Regions from separate parts of the Mus musculus genome. Here region 1 is linked to region 2. A link is a contact called in public Hi-C data. All regions are on one chromosome and are shown on one strand. Each heading gives the region's core, a stretch centred on a gene start, on an enhancer-like site or on the middle of the called end of the contact. The rest is flanking DNA. Distances are from core to core; before and after follow the strand shown. Region 1 has its middle 42 kb from the start of Mir124a-1hg. Region 2 overlaps Xkr6 (X-linked Kx blood group related 6).

Region 1 (5,833 bases), core at 2,495-4,994, 870 kb after region 2:
TTTTGGGGAAATGAGATGTAGACTGTCCCTCAGTTATCTGAAAGCCCTTAAACAGAACAGGCGCAACCCCAGTGGCACTCAGAAAACCAGTTCCAATCAAGTGTGGGCTCTACTGCTGCTGGCTGTGTGCACTGAGAGATCTGAAGAGAACTGGAGGTTGGAGTGGTCTCTGGTGGCAAAACCCCCCTTGAGTCACAGGCAGTCCTGACAACAGGACTCAACAGGACAACCAGACTGAGAACAGAAAATACAAGGCCTTCTCCCCAGGACAGAATCTGGAAGAATCTGAAAGAAGGGGTGTGGTCTACTAGGTAAGAAGTGGGGGGCTAAATGGACAAACAAGTAATTAGTCTATAAATAAGTACAAGTGTACCTCATCTTTAACAATCAGTGTGTTATTGAACAGGGCATACAAATTGGGTTTGGGTTAAATGAAAGCTATTTTAAGCTTATTTTGGGAATTTTCTATTTAAAGGAATCCTTTGTGGAGTGGATAATCACCCACTAATGAATCTTTTGTTAAATCTAGAGTTCTACAAAGCTGAAGTTCCCAAACTGACTATGCCAGGGACACGAGCACCAAGATGTCTGACAGAGTGCAGTTTGTCTGTGTCCTGGAAACAGCGTCCAAGTGTGGAAGAACCCACTCTAAAAAAGCAATAGGGCCCACCCTTGGGGAAAATAGGTAGGTAGGCAGGAAAAGAAAAGAAGTCATATTGCTTATGACTCGAGGAGTTTGTGAGCCCCGGGTAGCAAGTGAAAGCAGCAGGGAGGCTGGGAGAAAAGGACCCCTGTCATGATGGACAGCACAGTGGGTGGGATGAAGAGAAGGCAAGGAACTAGGGACAGCAAGATGCTCGGATGGGGAAGGCTTGCTGTCAAGCCTGTGCATCTGAGATTGATTTTCAGAACCCACATGGTAGGAAAGAACTGGCTCCCCTCAATTGTCCTCTGACTTCTATTAGTATACCGGGGCATGCAGGCATATACATACACACACATTCAAGCACATATATGTGTATACATGTAAAAAAACTTATCTCAAAGGGGTAAGTGGCCGAGAGATTGGGGAGATATTATGGCCACATCTTTCTCCTCTACCTTCAAGATACTAAGATGCATCATGGATGGAAAGGGGGCTCTTAAGACCCCATTCCTCCCTGAGGGGCTGTTGGTAGTTAATGGCTGCTGGTGCAATACACCAGGAGTGTGGGGGTGGGGAGGGAGAGTAAGTTTTCTGCAGTAGTGTAGCCACTGATAAGCTGTGAGTATTCCAGTAAATAACCCTCTACCCATACCCATGCAAACAACCCTAATTAAACTCAATGGCTTCCAAGGGGGGAGGAGAGCATGAGAGGAGGAGAAGAAGGCAGAGGAGGAGGAGGAGGAAGAAGAGGAAGAGGAGGAGGAAGAGGAAGAGGAAGAGGAAGAGGACTTATTGGAAGAACAGTTTGGGTAGGAGACGGAAGGGGTAAAACAGATTAACAAGGGACAAAAACCAAAACCTAGGGCTGACAACTCAATCCCTAGGACATCCATAAAAAAGCCCAGTGTGGTAGCATCTGTAATCAAGATGAAAAGCAGAAACAGAACTGCCCAGAAGCTTACAGTTCACCTAGTACACAGCACCACAGAAACAAGACAGACCCAGCCTCAACAAGGTGGGAGGCAAGAACTGAACCCTGAAAGCTGTCCTCTGATCCCTACATGCTTACATCCAAGATGGTAACAATAAATTTTAAAAAAGGACAAAGTTCATTACGTGAATGTATAAAATTGTCAAAGGATTTTTTTAAAAATAAATATTTCCAGTGCTGATAGCGACAGTGTTTTTTTTCAAAATGCTAGTGATTCAATTACCTGTGGAGCATCTGTGAGTTCTTAACTAGCTAGAGAGGCATTCTAGTGGGAAGCAATGGAAGACACGAGTAATTTAGTGTTAATTGAATAATCCTGCATATCTTGACTCTCACTGCCAAAAGCAGACAGCCTCTGTGCTGTGTTTCCTGGAACGCAATCCCAGAAAAGATGGAGCCCAGATGGGGAATTGAAAGATGGTGAAAGCTAGGTAATTTGGAAAGGGAGGTAGGAAAAGGCAATCAGAGCTGAATCCAGAGGCCTGACTACTTAGACTGTCTTTAATCAGTCATGTGTAAGTCATGGACTACAAAATAAAAAGAGCTATCAAGGGATAGCCTGGTATGAAAGCTCTAAGGAAGGGTAAGGGATGAGGAGGTGGAGAAGGAGCAGGCTCCAGTTCCTAACAGACATTTAGGATGACCACACTTGGCCACAAAATAGAGCACACCCTCCTTATAGCCCAAGTCTGAATACCAAAAAATAAAATAAAATAAAATAGCCCATTCCGAGTCTCCAATACTATTAGATAGGGGGGAGAGGGAAGAATGTCTCCTTTGCCTTTAAAAAGAATTTACATGGGAGCTAAGTGGATGTCTTAGTCATAGATTTAATAGATGGAGAGAAATGCTATGATCTAGTTTGGTAAGCCAAAGAAATTCTAAATATGCAAAGCAATTCTCCACTTAAACAAGTTGGGAATTTAAAAAGAACTACGATTGGATCTCAAGTGTATCTGTTAAATACTGCCGTGACTCCGATAAAACGATAGTTACAGAGGCATTTTCCAAAGGAACTTCCTGACTGGTACGGGATTTGGAGGATAGGTAAACAGAAGTTCCCACACAGGTAAAGGTAAACCCTGCCTTTGTCTGTTCCTCCAGCTTCACCCAGCTCTTTCCCCCATCAGGTCCCACCAAAGATCCACGGAAGATGTAAATGCATCATACCAGTGAATCAGCAGAGAGATCACAGGGTGACTGTGAAGCCAGCGGATGGACTTATGGAAGGGTCAGAAAGGGGTTAAGTGGAGTCAGAAGGTCTATTTAGATTGCAACCAAGATCAGCACCAGCTATTTCGCCAAAGCTTTTAAGAGTCCGTGTAACTTAGCAACTGACCTGTGTTTGGAGTTTGTTTTCCTTTTTTCCCATGTCAGTTTCTCGGGAGTAACTACCAGGGGTAAAAATGCTTAGGGGTGTCTGTTTACCGAGTGATGAGAAGCAAAGAATCTAAATATGCCCTGTCCCAAATGTCACATTGGTGACAAGAAGGGACAGGAAACAAAAGAAGGGGGAAAAAAAAAGATTCAACTCTCAGAATCCTCGGGAAAACAAAACAAGGTTCTACACTGTCAAAAAATGGTGCTAGGGGCGTCTCTCAGACTAAGATCCCAAGTGGGACCTTCCTTGAGGAGTTTCCGGAGTTTGAAAGCCAGCACCAAAGGAGGAAAGCTAGTCTCCACAGGTCACTCTCCTTTTTGTATCCCACATCCCTGGACCAGTGTTTCCTGGGAACCGAAGGGGATGAGAAAGAATTCATGCTCTTTTACCTGAGCCCAGACCCCATAAGAACCCCAGCCTCTCCATCCCCCCACCTCCGTCCCCGTCCCTGTCCCCCAACCCCTGAGCATATTCCATTCTCTCTGCTTAGTGAAGGTTTTGGAAGGGTTCTACCAGTTAAAAATGAGCCTCTGGAATGACTGTCACAGCATATTCTGAGAAACACACTCATCCTTCTGAGAAACACATGCATACTTGACCACTCTTGCTGGATCTCTCAGAGGTAGACAGCAGGCATTCACTTTGGCAGTTGCAGGGACAGCTCCCAGTGGAAAAAACGTGGTGATCAGCACCACTCCGGCGGACAGCTCATAGCGGGCCCATCTTCCCCCAGCCTCTTTCTAGCAGCCTTGGAACCAGGCAGGAAAAGCACTCCCACACTTTGCTCACCCCCTTCTAAGACACCCACAGTAAATTCATTTTGCAGAGGTAGGAGCCCAGGTATGTGTGGCTGTTTGTGATTCTTTAGACCCCCATGAGGCCAGCAGAAAGTCCAAATCTTGCTAGCTTTGCTTTCTGCCATCTTCAGTCTGTAGGGCGCAGAATGGCTGCTTCTGCTCCAGATATCACATCCATATTCAAGAAAGACTTCTCCTTGAGTAATTTCATAATATGGTCGACTCTATTGGGAAAGCAAAGACCTTCCTTGGAAATCCCAATTCGATTTCACCAGTTTGGGCTGTCAGGTGAGTACTTTTGATTATAAAGGAGGTTGAAAGCATATCCTAGCCTTTTTCATAAGATGAACATAAGGAGGTGTGGAGAGAGTAACTTGGTGCTTGAGAGCACGTGTTGCTCTTTCAGAGGACCTGGGTTCAATTCTCAGCACTGCATGGTGGTTCACAACCATCTGTAACTCCAGTTACTGGGGACCTGATGACCACTCCTGACCTCTGTGGGCTCCAAGAACAAATGCAGTGCGTGTATAGACATTCAGACAAAGCATTCATGCATTAAATAAATAAATAAATAAATAAATAAATAAATAAAAATTTTTAAATTTACATATGTGTTTTTGAAAAGCATAACGTTTTTTTAAAAGAAGAGTAACATAACCACATAATGTGTCCTTTATAGGCAAAAACTTCAGGCATGGGCACACATGCAAAAATAAATAAATAGATAGATAGATAGATAGATAGATAGATAGATAGATAGATAAAACAAAACATGCACACTATACACACACAAATAAAAAAGCAAAAAAAAAAAGAAAAGAAATCAAGTATGGTAGCCTACACCTTTACTACCAGTACTCTGCCTTAAAAGGAAGAGGCAGGCAGATCTCTGTGAGTTTGAGACCACCCTGGTCTACAAAGCAAGTCTGGGAAGGAAGGAAGGAAGGAAGGAAGGAAGGAAGGAAGGGAGGGAGGGAGGGAGGGAGGGAGGGAGGGAGGGAGGGAGGGAAAGAAGGAAGAGAGTCAATAACTTGCTTTCTCCACCTAGGGCCCACCTTCTAACATTTCTGCATATACCCCATAATGCCATTAGATTAGATTATCAGTGAATTAACCCATTGATGAAATCAGAGTCCATGTGATCCAGGCACTTCCCAGAGGCCCCACTTCTGAACCCTGCTACCCTGGGAAACAAGCCTTCCATATACAAGCCTGGGGCCAGAGGGGTTCATACCAAACTATTGAGAGTTTCCAACACTCACTGTGAGGCCCAGGATGGCTGATTAGACCGACAACCTAATGCTGCCTGTCTTAGTCAGGGTTTCTATTCCTGCACAAACATCATGACCACGAAGCAAGTTGGGGAGGGAAGGGTTTATTTGGCTTACACTTCCATACTGCTGTTCATCACCAAGGAAGTCAGGACTGGAACTCAAGCAGGTCAGGAAGCAGGAGCTGATGCAGAAGCCATGGAGGGATGTTCTTTACTGGCTTGCTCAGTCTGCTCTCTTATAGAACCAAGACTACCAGCCCAGAAATGGCACCACCCACAAGGGGACCTCCCCACTTGATCACTAATTGAGAAAATGCCTTACAGCTGGATCTCATGGAGGCACTTCCCCAACTGAAGCATCTTTCTCTGGGATAACTCCAGCCTGTGTCAAGTTGACACACAATACTAGCCAGTACACTGCCCTTCTAGGTGTTGACCCAAGCATCCATCCATTGTACCTCCTACTCGCTGCTACATCCTGCTACATTCCTGGGGGGTGGGGAGGAGACAAGTCTTTACTCCATCTACAGATTGAGTCCACATTGACTTTGGGCTAGGCACTGGGAGTGACGCAGAGAAATCCAGGGTGTACAGGGATAATTTTTAAATTTTTGCAACGTGGGACTTGAACCCTGGGCCTCGCAGATGCTAGGCAAGTGTCTACCACTGAGTTATAGCCCATGCCCTCTCAGGAGACCCACGCAGGGGAAAACCTCCGTGGAGCACTAACCTTGAGTCAATGTTA
Region 2 (5,796 bases), core at 1,109-3,608:
GAGGAGCAGTCTGTGAATGGGAAGCAGCCTTCTGCCTGCAGTGGGGAGGTACAGGCAGACTTCGGCTTTGGAAGACAGTTAACCTCTAGTTGATTCTGATGATGGTGCTGATAATGATGGTGTCCCTGCCTCATGTGGTTGTGAGGATCTGTATGTGTGGAATCTAAGTTCTGTGTGGGAGCTGCAGTACGATCCCCAGGTATTGGCCTCGTGAGAGCGCCAGCAGCTCCATGCACCACAGCAGATGACTTGAAGCGGGTATTTGGGAGCAGAAGAGAGAGTTTGTTTTTCTGTTTCTGAGGTGATTTGGTGTGTGTGTATGGATTATATATGCCCCAAACAACAACAACAACAAAAAACCCAGTAACATAAAGACTCAGAAGTATGAAATTCTATATTTTGTGTCACAGATAGCAAGCTCATTACATATATAAAATTAAAAAAAAAAACAGCTTTGACCTGGAGTAGTTACTATAGTTATTGTATCATTTATATCATGGATTTGGAACACATAAGCCAGATACAAATACATGTTAAGAGTCATGCCACCCCAGTCTCTTTTTAAATTCCATTTAGTGTGTGTGTGTGTGTGTGTGTGTGTGTGTGTGTGTGTGTGTGTGTGTGTGTACATTAAACAAACATGTTGAGGTCAGAGGAGAGTTTTCAACAATCATTTCTCTCCATCTATCATGCGTTTCCCGGAGTCAAACTCAGGTCTTCAGGCTTTGGTGCAAGCACTTTTACTTGCTGAGCCACCATGGTGCTCTGCCCCAAATCTCTTAATACGATTGCTGGGACTACATTCTGTGATGGAAGATGGACCACCATATGTGCAAGATGCAATCTGCTGACTTGGGACCTGGAAAACGACAGGGTTTTGGAGCCTCAGGGCTTGGCTTTGGCAGGTTGCACAAGAGTTCTCTTTGTGTGTGGGGAGAGGTGACTGGTGCGACTGTAGCCAAAAGCTAAGTTGGAATGCTGGAGCAAGGGAACATACCACAGGGTCACGTGACCCTAAGCCAGTGGTGAGCAGTCTGGCAAGTGGCTCCAGGTCCTGTCATGGAACAGTTATCAAACATGGTAGGTCACAACCTCCACCTCAAGTCAGGTCCAATCACTGATCCTCAGTTAGCCAATAAAAAGAGCCAAATTAATAGTGGAAAGCAGAAAAAGAATTACTCAGTGTGGCCACACTGGGAAAGATGCCTCTTTGGCCTTCATTACCTCATATTAGAGGCTTTTGTTGGCTTTCCATCATCTCTGGCAGAAATCATGGCAAAAATAAACCAAAGGTGTACTGGCTAGTTTTGTGTCAACTTGACACAGCTGGAGTTATCACAGAGAAAGGAGCACCAGTTGGAGAAATGCCTCCATGAGATCCAACTGCAAGGCATTTTTTCAATTAGTGATCAAGTGGGGAGGGCCCTTTGTGGGTGGTACCATCTATGGGCTGGTAGTCTTGGGTTCTATAAGAAAGCAAGCTGAGCAAGCCAGTGGAAGCAAGCCAGTAAAGAACATCCCTCCATGGTCACTGCATCAGCTCCTGCTTTCTGACCTACTTGAGTTCCAGTTCTGACTTCCTTGGTTATGAACAGCAATGTGGAAGTGTAAGCTGAATAAACCCTTTCCTCCCCAAGTGCTTCTTGGTCATGTTGTTTGTACAAGAATAGAAACCCTGACTAAGATAAAGGAGACAGACTTATTTTGGCTTGTGGTTTCAGTACATGGTCACTGCTCTGGCTTCTTGACTTGGATGAGGTAGAGACTCATGGCAAGAATCATGTGATAGAACAGAGTTCCTCATGGTTGTTAGGAAGCAGAGAGAAAAAGGAGGGGGCCTGAGAAAAGATAGCCCCTTCAACAGCCACTTCCTGCAGCTTTGCCCACCTTCTAGTTTCTACCCCACCGCCAGTAGCCTGTTAAACGGAATCCATCAGAACATCCACTACCCAGTCATTCCTAAAGGCCCCATCTTTGAGTTCTACTAAACTAGGCTCAAGCCTTTGACAAAGCCTTTAGGGAACATGTCAGACCATAACTGAGCCCAGCTATCTGGAATATTGGGCAGGCCTCAACCATGGCATTCTGTTATGAGAAACCTATTCATTGATTGTTGTATAGCAGAAAAATCAAGGGTTTGAAAAGGAGTCTCAGCTCTATACTGGCTGAGGACCTTGGCCCCCCCCCCCCCCCCCCGCCCAGGAGGAAGTACATCTGAACCCTTATCTCCAGACTCTTGCTGGTGTCTGAAGGCAGCACCACGGACAGCTCCCATGGAATCTAGTGCAGTAAGTGGTGACTACAGTTACTCCGCAGGCAGCACCACGGACAGCTCCCACGGCTCTAGTTCAGTAGGTAGTGACAGCAGCATTATTTTGCAGGCAGCACCACGGACAGCTCCCTCGGATCTAGTGCAGGGAGTGATGCATGGTTCTCTGTAGCATTACACCAAGGCCTCTAGAGGATCCCACCTTTCCAGCCAGAGTTCTCATCCAACCCCTCAAAGCTCACGGCTGATCTCAGGTCCGAGTGCTGTTTGGACTCTGATGGCAGTTCAGTAAGCCACAACCAGAAATTTAAAGGTAAGATAAATAGAATAAAACATAGGGTAGGTGTTCTTTAATGGAATGTCCCTTGCTTTTCCATTTGTATGTGTGTGCGCATGTATGATTGCATGCTCAGCGAGTTGCAGTGAGATTTTTTATTTAATTTTATTTCTGACACCTGAGTCGTAAACAGGAAAAACATTAAGGAAAAATGCTTCAGGCTCACAGCCCCCTTCTGAGCATGGGAAGAAAGGGCTCCTCCTGTCTCTACTCGTAGAGTGCTGGGATTACTAGTGTGTCAACTGTTTCCCTTTTTGAAAAAATGGCCTTGGGAGATCAAACTTAGGCCCTCATGCTTGCAAGGGAAGCACTTTGCTGTCTGAGCTATCTTCCTCAGCCCATAAATGAGGGATTTCTGAGGTGGAAATAAAAGGATCAGTAAGTACAGTAAAGTATTTGACCTCTTTGTAACCCAGGAATGCAAACAAAAAGAATGCCATCTGTGTCTATCATGGGGCACGAACTGCAGGCAAGCCTGCCAAGGAGTGGCCCACATACTCCTGGTGGGTGGCAAGTGTAGTTACTAATATCTCAAGAACACTGAAGTTGATCATCCACCTGTCACCTGACACTCCAGCTGGGAATGTGTTCCATAGTACTAGTTATGGTTGCAAAACCATTAAAAATAAAAAATAATAACAAATTATAGATATTCATTAGTGGAATATTATATAGCTGTTAAGTAAAAGCTGCATTAGTATCACGAGAAAAATCTGAAAAAAAAATATATTGGGTGAAGGACAATACTTATAGAGGCTGGGGAAATGGTTCAGCAGTCTGGAGCGCTTTCTGCTTTAGCAGAAGACCTGAGTTGGTTCCCAACTCCCATGTCAGGTGGCTCACAATCACTTATAACTCCAGCTCCAGGGCATCTAATATCCCCTCCCGGCACTGAAAGCACCCTCACATACACAGGCACATGCACACCCACATACATACACATACAAACATATATAAAAGCATGGCAAATATTTATCTCTTATAGTTGTACATGTATGTATATATGTGCTTAAGTAAGCAGTAACTAGAATATTCACTCACCAGAGTGATTCCCCGGCATTCAGTACTGTGTCTCCTAGTCACAGGAAGGGATGGGGTATGGAGGATGCTCAGAGATTCAGTTGTGTGGCCTTTTACTATCATTAATCAGGTTTGAAATGTTTCTTTCCTAGAAAGTCCCTGTTAATAACATTCCTTTCTTTTATTCAGAAAGCTTTTATGATTTCCATTTAACTGGGTGGTACAGTTCCAGGGCCTCCATCTGGAATCTCATGTTAGATAAGGTCTTAAGACTCTGAGACCCCTCCCTCTTGTGCCAGCACTTCTTTCAATGGACCTGAAATTCAGCCATACAGTACCAGGTCATGCTCTGTGATTTTCTGTATTCCCATGTCATGAACTGTGTGGTTTTGTTAGTCATAATCTGCTTACTCCATTACTCTGTGACTTTACACATGTGACTCCTCTTTCAAAACCTATTAAAGTGCTGCCTCATTCTTTACATCCATTCAGTCATTCATGCCCCAACCCTTTTAATCACCCGTTCAATTATGCAGCTACTTATCCATCTATCCATACTCCTTTTTATTCATCATGCTTGTTTATCCATTCACCCATCCGCTCACCCAAAATTTCATCCAGCTGTTCAGTTATGTAGGCACTCATACATTATTCCACCCATCCATTCACCTGTCCAATTATTCATCTACCCACCATCCATCCCCCACCAATTCATCCATCCGTGCATTCATGCATCCACCCATTCATCCAACCACCCTTTCATTCAGTTATCCACCCACCCACCATTTATATGCCTACCTAACCATCTCTTTAACCCCTCCCCATTTACCAAGTATCTTTAGTATGCAAGGCATTAACAACTTACCTTAATCTTCTCCATTATAAGTCATTGTACCTTCGGTAAGATCTCTGTATTGCTTTGTGTCTGTAATGGATTTTAGTCACATTAGCGTTTATCATCTTAGACTATACATTTTTAATGCTTTGTACGTACAGAAGCTCATTAAATATTGGCTGAAGAAATAAATTAGTCTCAGGTTGTCTGTCCACAGCACTGAGATCAATGTTGAGATGATGGTTTCGTTCTCATCACTTGACTCGGAATACTTAATGTCTTTAACTCATCATTGCACAATGTGCTTGCACATACCAGGTTCCCATATTTGTCCTGGTGAGGGGAGGAGAGAGGGGCAAGGAAGCTGGTGGGTGTGTCTCAGACCTGTCTTTGGCCATTCTCTCACATTGACTGAGAATCCAGACTCTATGCATCAGATGATCTTGCCTCGGGGACTTTGCATTTAGTCTGAGAGGGAAGGAAGTGCCGTGAAAAATTAGTAACCTGACAGAGAAGTGTGAGGTGTGGGCCAAATGAATAATGCTGGCGTCATGATCTAAGATGACCCATAATGAAACAACTTGTTTTATGCTTGGCTGTATGAGACTGGTTTTGAGAGATTCGTTCTTTTGCTAGAGGATCTGGGTCAGAATTATCATTTTATGTCAGATTGGGTTTCTGTAAATCTTTTTTTTTCACGGCTCAATAGATGTTTAACAACATCTCTATTAAGTAAAAGCTCATGTACAGATGTAGTTTTGAAAAATATATTCTGATACTACAGTCTTACATGGTGTGAGCCTTAAATAGCTTCCTGACCTGACACCAAATGGGATTTTCCTTGAGCTCCTCAGACAGGTGTCTGAATTCTTGGAACTGCTAACTTTCCTCGCAGCCCTTGCAGGGCTTTCGTGGAATACAGTTTCTACCCTGACAGCAGCTGTCACTATGTCTTCAGCCCTCAGGCTCTGGTTTACTTCTATCACTGGGTTCTTCCCTATCCAGGTAGGTCGCTTGAAGACTCTTCAAGTTGGAAGGGGTCTTTTTGTAGGCTCTCATCTTTACAGGACAGAGGTCCCTCCTCTGCCTTCTGTCCTTGAACATTTCTGATGGCAGAGAGTGCACTGTTTCTCATCCCTGATGGCCTTTATGTGTGAGGTTGGATGTCATAGGTGAGTATATCCTGGTGTGGATTTCAGGACACAGCCTCTGTGGTAGGCTCTGGGTCTGCTTCTAGATCCTAGTCTTTTGCAACAGGGAATTTGTCAACCCTTCCATGGAACCGTGATGTTATTGGAGCCCTGTTCTCAGGATGAAGAGCCTTGTGAGTGGCAC

What was found. Hi-C and Micro-C count contacts between places; a contact is called where the count stands out from the background.
Region 1: a contact with region 2 is called in a Hi-C map of Sertoli cells, with 4 times the contacts expected there. The contact joins two enhancer-like sites. A contact is called at or near these places in 2 of 484 Hi-C or Micro-C datasets (Sertoli cells and extraembryonic endoderm stem cells).

The regions. Positions count from the first base shown.
Region 1 is chr14:64,543,272-64,549,104 of GRCm38.p6, forward strand. No RefSeq gene overlaps it. Among named protein-coding and RNA genes, the nearest start is that of Mir124a-1hg, 42 kb to the right of the region's middle. Within about 2 kb of position 3,745, at least 20 of the 459 cell types and tissues checked have an H3K27ac peak or open chromatin away from gene starts, as enhancers often do. A contact at or near this core is called in Sertoli cells, where this site is marked.
Region 2 is chr14:63,679,368-63,685,163 of GRCm38.p6, forward strand. All of the region lies in intron 1 of Xkr6 (X-linked Kx blood group related 6), which reads left to right. Among named protein-coding and RNA genes, the nearest start is that of Gm38524, 33 kb to the left of the region's middle. Within about 2 kb of position 2,359, at least 113 of the 459 cell types and tissues checked have an H3K27ac peak or open chromatin away from gene starts, as enhancers often do. A contact at or near this core is called in Sertoli cells, where this site is marked.